Regions from separate parts of the Sus scrofa genome. Here region 2 is linked to region 1. Evidence: chromatin contacts called from public Hi-C data. All regions are on one chromosome and are shown on one strand. The core of a region is the stretch at or near the end of the contact, and the rest is flanking DNA. Distances in the headings are between cores, read along the strand shown. Region 1 holds the start of LOC100521659 (cytochrome P450 26B1). Region 2 overlaps DYSF (dysferlin).

Region 1 (3,403 bases), core at 674-3,173:
TGAACCGAGAGGAGGGAAGGGGGAGCAGGAATTGCTTCCCCCTAAACCTGTAGTGCTACAACTGTCCACCAGGTGGGGTTCCAGGGCAGAGAGTGAGAGGAGAGATGACCCAGCGCTCAAGCAAGAGACCAGCTCTTAAACCTCCGCCCGCCACATCAACCTCGGAAGCGCTCACACAGGGAGGGATAACGCCGATGCTCACCCGATACTCGCACACATTCTTTTCTGGTGGATTCTAAAGTAGAACTCGTATCGGGTGCAGGGGAGCTGTTAAAAGGGGAATCTAGTTTCGTTTACACACATACCATCCTAACTAAAGGTTAGGTCTTCTGCTCTGCAAGTGTGAGAGTGAACGACGGAGAAAGGGGGCCGGCTGAGGGAAACGACGCGCGGGAGAGGGCGAGCCAGGCTCAAGCTAGACAATGTCGGGGCTGGCACGCGGCACGCGTAACTCCGTGTATCACAGACATGCAGGAGGAGAGGCCGGATGACAGACGGGTGCACGATGCACAGACACACGCAGAGCACCAAAGAGAACACCCAAACCCGCAGACATACCACACAGCTCCACAGACGTCGGGCCGACCCGGGGACACACGCGCGCGCGCACACAGGTGCGGCCCCGGGCCACACGCACATCTCGCACAGGCACGCGCTCTGGGCCCTGAGCGGCCGGCTGGGAGAGGGTGGCAGAGCTCACCCGGCATGTTTATTTACTAATTCATCAATGAACGTTTGTACCCAACTCCTCCCGCCTCCGGGTGCCCGGGCCGCCGCATTTGTCCTCTGCGTGGGACAGTCACTGGGACCAGCATCGGGGTTCCTCTGACGCTGCGGGGGTCTGAGGGAACTACAAAGTTAGGGGGTCTCGAAGTATCTGAGAGGAAGGCTGCAACGTCAGCTGCCCGGAACGTGGATGGGGAGAGGGGAACTTCGGGGTCCTGCAGTGTAAGAGAAAAGATGTATGGAGGGGGAAGGAACCTTGGCCTCTGAAGTTTGGAGATGTCCGGATCCAGGATGGGGGACCCCAGCTAGGAGGGGCTGGGAGTGGCAAAGGAGAGGATGAAGGGGTCCAGGGAGATAGGAGCCAGCGGGGTTCCTCGGGATAGGAGCAGGGGTCCCTAAGCACAGGTTCAGGGGCTTTTGGCGCCCCACAGTAGAGGGGTAGTCCGGCCAAGACCTGCGCTGCTGGGGCGACAGCCCACTCGGGACTGCCTGGGGTGGGAGAAGGAGTCCGGGGCCCCGGGAAGGAGGAAAAGAAGGAGGGAAGTATCCTAGCAGCCAAGCGGGCACCGTGCGAGTGCGCACCGTGTGTGTGTGTGTGTGTGTGTGTGTGTGTGTGTGTGTGTCTCATCTTGTCCGTCTGTAGGTGCCGGGCTCAGCGAGACGCCGGCAAGAAGGAAGAGAAGGCGAGAGGTGAACTGAGTTTGATCCTGCTGCGGCTACAAGTGGGTCCGGGGCAGGCGGCGGGCGGCGGGCGGCGGGCGGCCGGGGCGGGGCGGGAGGCCGGCGGGCGCTCACACGCTCCGGCCGCCGGCCTCTCACCACGCCTCCGGCGCAGGGGGGTGGGGGGGTGGGGGGTTGGCGGAGCGCCCACGGCGCAGCCTCCCGCCTCTATATAAACACACGCATCGCCTGGCTTTCCAGACAAATTCAAATTGAGAGAAGCTTTTAAAACCATCAACCCTGAAATCCTGCCTCCTGCTTTTCCTCCTCTTTCATTCCTTTTGCCTTCCTTTCTCCCCCCACCCTTTCTTCCCCCAGCAGCAACTCCAGAGCCGAGAGACTGCGTCCCGGGACGGACTGCCTTTTCTTAATTGATACAATAGCCCAGCTCCGGTTTTCACCTCCTCCCCCAACCCCACCCCGCCTCACCCCTCCCGCCCGCCGCCGCCGCCGCCTCCGCCGCCCCAGCGCCCGCCCGGGGCTCTGTCGCCGGCTGCGTCCCGTCTGGCCGCGGTCCGCCGGCTCCGCACCCGCGCCCGCCGCGCCACCTCGCCCGCCGCGCCCGCCTCGGGGGTGCAGCAGCGACTCTGGGGCTCCTGCGCGCCGCCCGGGGCAGCCCAGGGGCGCTGGGCTCGGCCACTCCTCTCGCCTCAGACGGGGAGCCTTCCCCCTCGCACCCAAAGTTTCTGGGTTCGTTGGAATTTGGGGATTCAGAATTTTTTTTTCTTCCTTTTTTAAGCTAGGAATTTGAGGGGAAAACTTTTGACAAATCGATCGCACTTTCTCTCCGCTAGTTCTCTGTCCCCCCTTCTTCTTCTTCTTTTTTTTTTCCGAGCAGGGGAAGGGGCTTACGAGAGAGGCTCCTGCTGGACAAAGTTTTCCAAAGTTTTCCGAGTGTGATGGTTGCGGGGAGAGCTAATCCACCAGCTTGATTCACAGCTTCATCTCACTACCCCTCGAGCAGCCCCTAAGCCCGCTATAAGGGAACAAACAAACAAACAAACAAAGTTACACTCCGAGTCGCCTCGTGTCTCCTCTCTCTCTTCTTTTAGGCGATTTCCCCCGGTCTCTCCGCTCCCCTCGCAGCCTCCACTTCCCTTCCCTCGGCCCCTCGCTCCTTCTCTGTTTCGGCTGGAGGTGCCAGGACCCCTGGCCGCAGCCTCCCCTCCCCCGCCGCTCCGTCCCTTCTCGTCCGGCCCTCCCCTCCCCCGCCGCGGCCCGCACAGCCAATCCCCCGAGCGGCCGCCAACATGCTCTTTGAAGGCTTGGAGCTGGTGTCGGCGCTGGCCACCCTCGCCGCGTGCCTGGTGTCGGTGACGCTGCTGTTGGCGGTGTCGCAGCAGCTGTGGCAGCTGCGCTGGGCTGCCACCCGAGACAAGAGCTGCAAGCTGCCCATCCCCAAGGGTTCCATGGGCTTCCCGCTCATCGGAGAGACCGGCCACTGGCTGCTACAGGTAAGGGCGCAATCGCTCCATTGCTCTCCAGGGTCCGCTAGCGGCGAGCACCCGGCGGATGGAGCCGCGGACCGGCCAGGGGGCGCCGGGAGCCTGAAGGCACCGGTCCCCGCCCCGCCCCTTCCCTCCTCTCCGCCCGAGCCGCCTGGGCTTCCCTTGCCCGCCTTCGGCGCGGTTGGGAGCCTGCAGGCGCCAGGCGAGCAGGTTCAGAGGGCTGGTAAGAGAGGTTCCCGGACCCGAGAGGGCTCCGAAGACCGACTTTTTCCAGTCGCGAGCGACTCACAGGGGTACGTGGAGCGTGCCCAGGGCTCCCCGCGCAGCGCGAGCCGGAGGGGGTGTCCAGTCGTGAGCCGCTTTCGCCCCGCTCCCATCCTTCGCGCTTCAGGCCCAGTCACCGTCGACTTCTCGGGCTTTGTCAGTGTCACTGGGACCCCAACACAGAGTCAGGGAGAAAAAGAGAGGGCCAGTGGCAGACAGAATTGCCCCCTTAAGGCCCAGGCTGT
Region 2 (3,403 bases), core at 350-2,849, 530 kb after region 1:
CAGGCCGCCTTTGTTCTCCAGACAAAAAGGAAAAGAAACGAGACAGAGGGCTCAGAAGAGGCGGGGAGAAGGAGGGAGAGAGGGAGCCAGGGCCAAGGAGCAAAGAGAGGAAAAGGGAAACGCGAAGGGCGAGCTGGAAGAGGGGAAAACAGCAAGCAACAGACAGAGGACAGGCTGGGAGCAGGCAGGGAAGGGAGCCCTCCCCTCCCCTGTCACCCTCTGTGAGGACCCAGGTCTCCCAGACACACCAGAGCCTCGAAGATACAAAGTCACATTCGCCCCTCCCCGCCAAGAGCCCCCCGCCCGGCCACCCCATGAGGGATGCTCCAAATGGGCAAAAAGCCTGGAGGAGGGGAAATTTTATTGCCCACCAAACCGGCCCCAGGCAGCAACACACGCCCCTCCCCCAAGCCAAAGCACTGCCACCTGGACCCCTAGAGGGAGCTCAGAGTCACCTCCTCCAGGAAGCCATCCCCACTGTCCTCCATCTGCTCTGGGAGCCCTCAGCATGCAGAGATGCCTTTCACCTCATTTCCAACACCGATACCAACACTGGCTCCCGCGCAGGCGTGGGCTGCACTGGCCAGAAGGCAGCCCCCACCGGAGATGCCATCCAGTCATCTGGCCCCCTCTGCTCCTCTCGGGCCAGCCCCCCATCACCACAAAGGTCTCAAAAGCCTCCTCCTCGCTGGTCTCTCCAACCCCCAACTCCCCGACCCACCCCTCCCTGCCCCCAGACAGCTTCCCAACACACCCATCTGCCGCCTCTCCGGTGGCCCAGAATCTGAGCTCCCGGCCTGACGTTTCACAGCCCTCTGGGACCGCTGGAGCCCTCTTCACAGGGATCAGGTAGGGAGCCTGGAGGGGGCTGAAGAGGGGATACGAGAAGCTGGAGCTTGGCCACGGCAAAGAAGACAGAAAAATCCTGCTCAGGCGTCAGGCTTCCTGCAGGACCAGTTACAACAGCAAGACTAACCTGTCTCCACCCCGTCCCTAAGGATTCTTAAAACCAAACAGGACCCAGGACCTTGGCTTGAGTTTTGACCTTCCAGTGCAGGGGAAGTGGCGGGGTTCTGGGCCCCAGGGCTGGGGCGGGAGCCCTCTGAGGATGAAGGGGTCACAAGATCACCTTCTGGGGTGGTTCCCTGGACCAGCTGACACTCCATTCAACCCACTGGGCCTGGGCCGCTTAGAACAGGCTGGCCTAACCCAGCCCTGTGCCCAGCACACCCCCCGGGACGTGCTCCCCTCCGGCCCTGCCGACCCACACCCGCCTCAGCCTGTGGCCAGCCGGCCTTACAGAAGGACACTTGGCCCTCTTTGGGGTCTGGCCCCAGAGCTGCAGATTTTGATTTGCTTCCTGACAACAAGACCGCAGCCAGATCCCTGCTCTTGGAATCTGAGCCTTCACTGTTATATATTACAAATCCAGTTATTAAGGATTTGAACTTTTTTTTAATAACTCATCCCTGGGCTGGGTCTTCTTCAGAGCAGGCTGTGGGTTTTGGCCACAGAGGGCTCTCAATCAAGAGAGAGGGCTCCGTGCTGCTTCCCTGGACGGGACTCTGAGCCCCTTTCCAAATCGGCAGTCTTTCGCAACTGCAGCCAGAAGCAGGAGGCTGCCTGTCAGGCGCAATTACGGCCAGCTCACTTGGCGGACCCCACCTCGGTCTGGGAGCTAAAGGAAGTGAGGTAAGGGGCGCGGGGCCTGCGGATCCCACATCCTGACCCTGCACTTCAAGTCCAAATTGCCCCGAAAATGTCAAACGGTGTCCGCTCCCAGCCTGGGGATTCCCTGGCGGCAGGAAGTGGCTGCCCTTTTCCCAACCCCCATCTGACCAGGGCTCCCCTTCCTGTCTCTCTGCCCAGGCCTCTGCCCCGCTCGCTCAAAGGCCCCGCTCACAGATGCGTAGGAGGCTGTAAGGAAACGCGCAACTCAGCCCCCACAGCAATGGGCACAGCCTTGCCTCCTTCGGATGCAAACCCCAAACTTCTCCCAGAACCTAGGAATCCCTGACCCACCCTGTTCCCTAAACAAGCCAAGCCCCAAACTGGTGCCTGATCACCTGCACCAAAGGCATGTTCCCCACCTTCTCCCTAAGTACTGCAACAATGTCTCCTCCGCCAGAAAGCCTTCCTTGACTGCTCTGGCTCCTTAAGAACATTTTATTCTTGAAAACATGCCACCTGGTACTCAGTCAGATGAGGCTCTGCATTGCTGTCCCTGGGGTCTGGGTAAATGGGGCTTCCAACACAGCAGCCATCCTTCTAAGGCCAGAATCACACAGGACACACCCAGGCAGCCCAGGATCCATGCAGAGTGCAGGAAATGAAATCGAGACAGGGGCCCATGTGACAGATGCGCACTGGCGCACCAGGATCTGGGAAGGCATGGCCTTCACCTTCCCTCTGTCCCTGCCCACCAGTCCCCAGCCACTGGCCACAGCTGTGAGGGTGCAGCTCACCTCTTCCAGGATCCCTGATGTATCCTGCACCTGGACCACGCCACGGGACAGTTCGCATCCAGGATACGGGGGACGGGGGAGAGAAAGGAGGATGAAAGTTCACCGTCAGTGATAAGGAGCACTAAGCTGGGGCAGAGATCAACACACCAGACAACCCCCTAAAAGGAGCCAGTAGGGAGTTCCTACTGTGGCTCAGAAGGTTAAGAACCTGACATAGTGCCTGTGAGGACACAGGTTCGATCCCTGGCCTCGCTCAGTGGGTTAGGGATCCGGCGCTGCCGCAAGCTGCAGCGTAGGTCGCAGATGCGGCGTGGATCCCGTGTGGCTGGGACTGTGGCGCAGGCCAGCAGCTGCAGTTCTGATTTGACCCCTGGCTCAGAAACTTCCCTATGCCACAAAAAAATTTTTTTGTAAAAAAAGAGCCAACAGAAAGCACTTCCCATCTAAGGTAAGGGTCATGCGCTTCCTAGATGTACCCTCTGCATGGTCCCCAAGAAAGAAGGTGCAACAGACATTGATGCTGAGGAGCTGGCAGGAGAGGCCAAAGCATAAATCTAGAGCCCTGGCCTCTCCGGAAGGGACAGGAGAAAGGACACCAACAGGCAAGTGGTGGGTCTTCCTGGACGCAGTGCAGGGCCCAAACCCCTGGAGCTGCCGTGGGGGCCTGTGGACTTGGAGAACCGAGGAGAAGCAATCTAGACGCCCCAGGCCTGGTGGGCCTGAGAGTGGGGCTTGGACTGGACAGGAGAGGAAAAAGGAGAAGGACCAGAAGGGGTAGGAGGAGAGGCAGAGGGTGGAGCAGGGGCAGGGGGTAAGGAGGGCTTGCACGGTACCCACTGTTTGCAAATTGCATGACCTCCTCCATCCTAACGGGGAGGCACCCAAACAGAGCCCAAAGGACTGTTTCTTCTCAAAGATGCATCTGAGTCTGGCTGGGA

The links. Hi-C and Micro-C count contacts between places; a contact is called where the count stands out from the background.
Region 2: a Hi-C map of subcutaneous adipose tissue shows a contact between it and region 1, with 2.3 times the contacts expected there. A contact is called at or near these places in 4 of 5 promoter capture datasets (fetal liver, fetal skeletal muscle, liver and 1 more), 13 of 47 Hi-C or Micro-C datasets (brain, embryonic fibroblasts, fetal heart ventricle and 8 more) and 1 of 2 datasets of targeted methods (skeletal muscle).

What each region holds. Positions count from the first base shown.
Region 1 is chr3:70,571,628-70,575,030 of Sscrofa11.1, forward strand. LOC100521659 (cytochrome P450 26B1) reads left to right here and starts at 1,924. Exons shown (of 6, transcript XM_003125033.5): 1 at 1,924-2,900. The coding sequence starts at 2,697.
Region 2 is chr3:71,098,857-71,102,259 of Sscrofa11.1, forward strand. It overlaps DYSF (dysferlin), which reads right to left. Exons shown (of 57, transcript XM_013996042.2): 38 at 2,466-2,495. Among named protein-coding and RNA genes, the nearest start is that of DYSF, 140 kb to the right of the region's middle.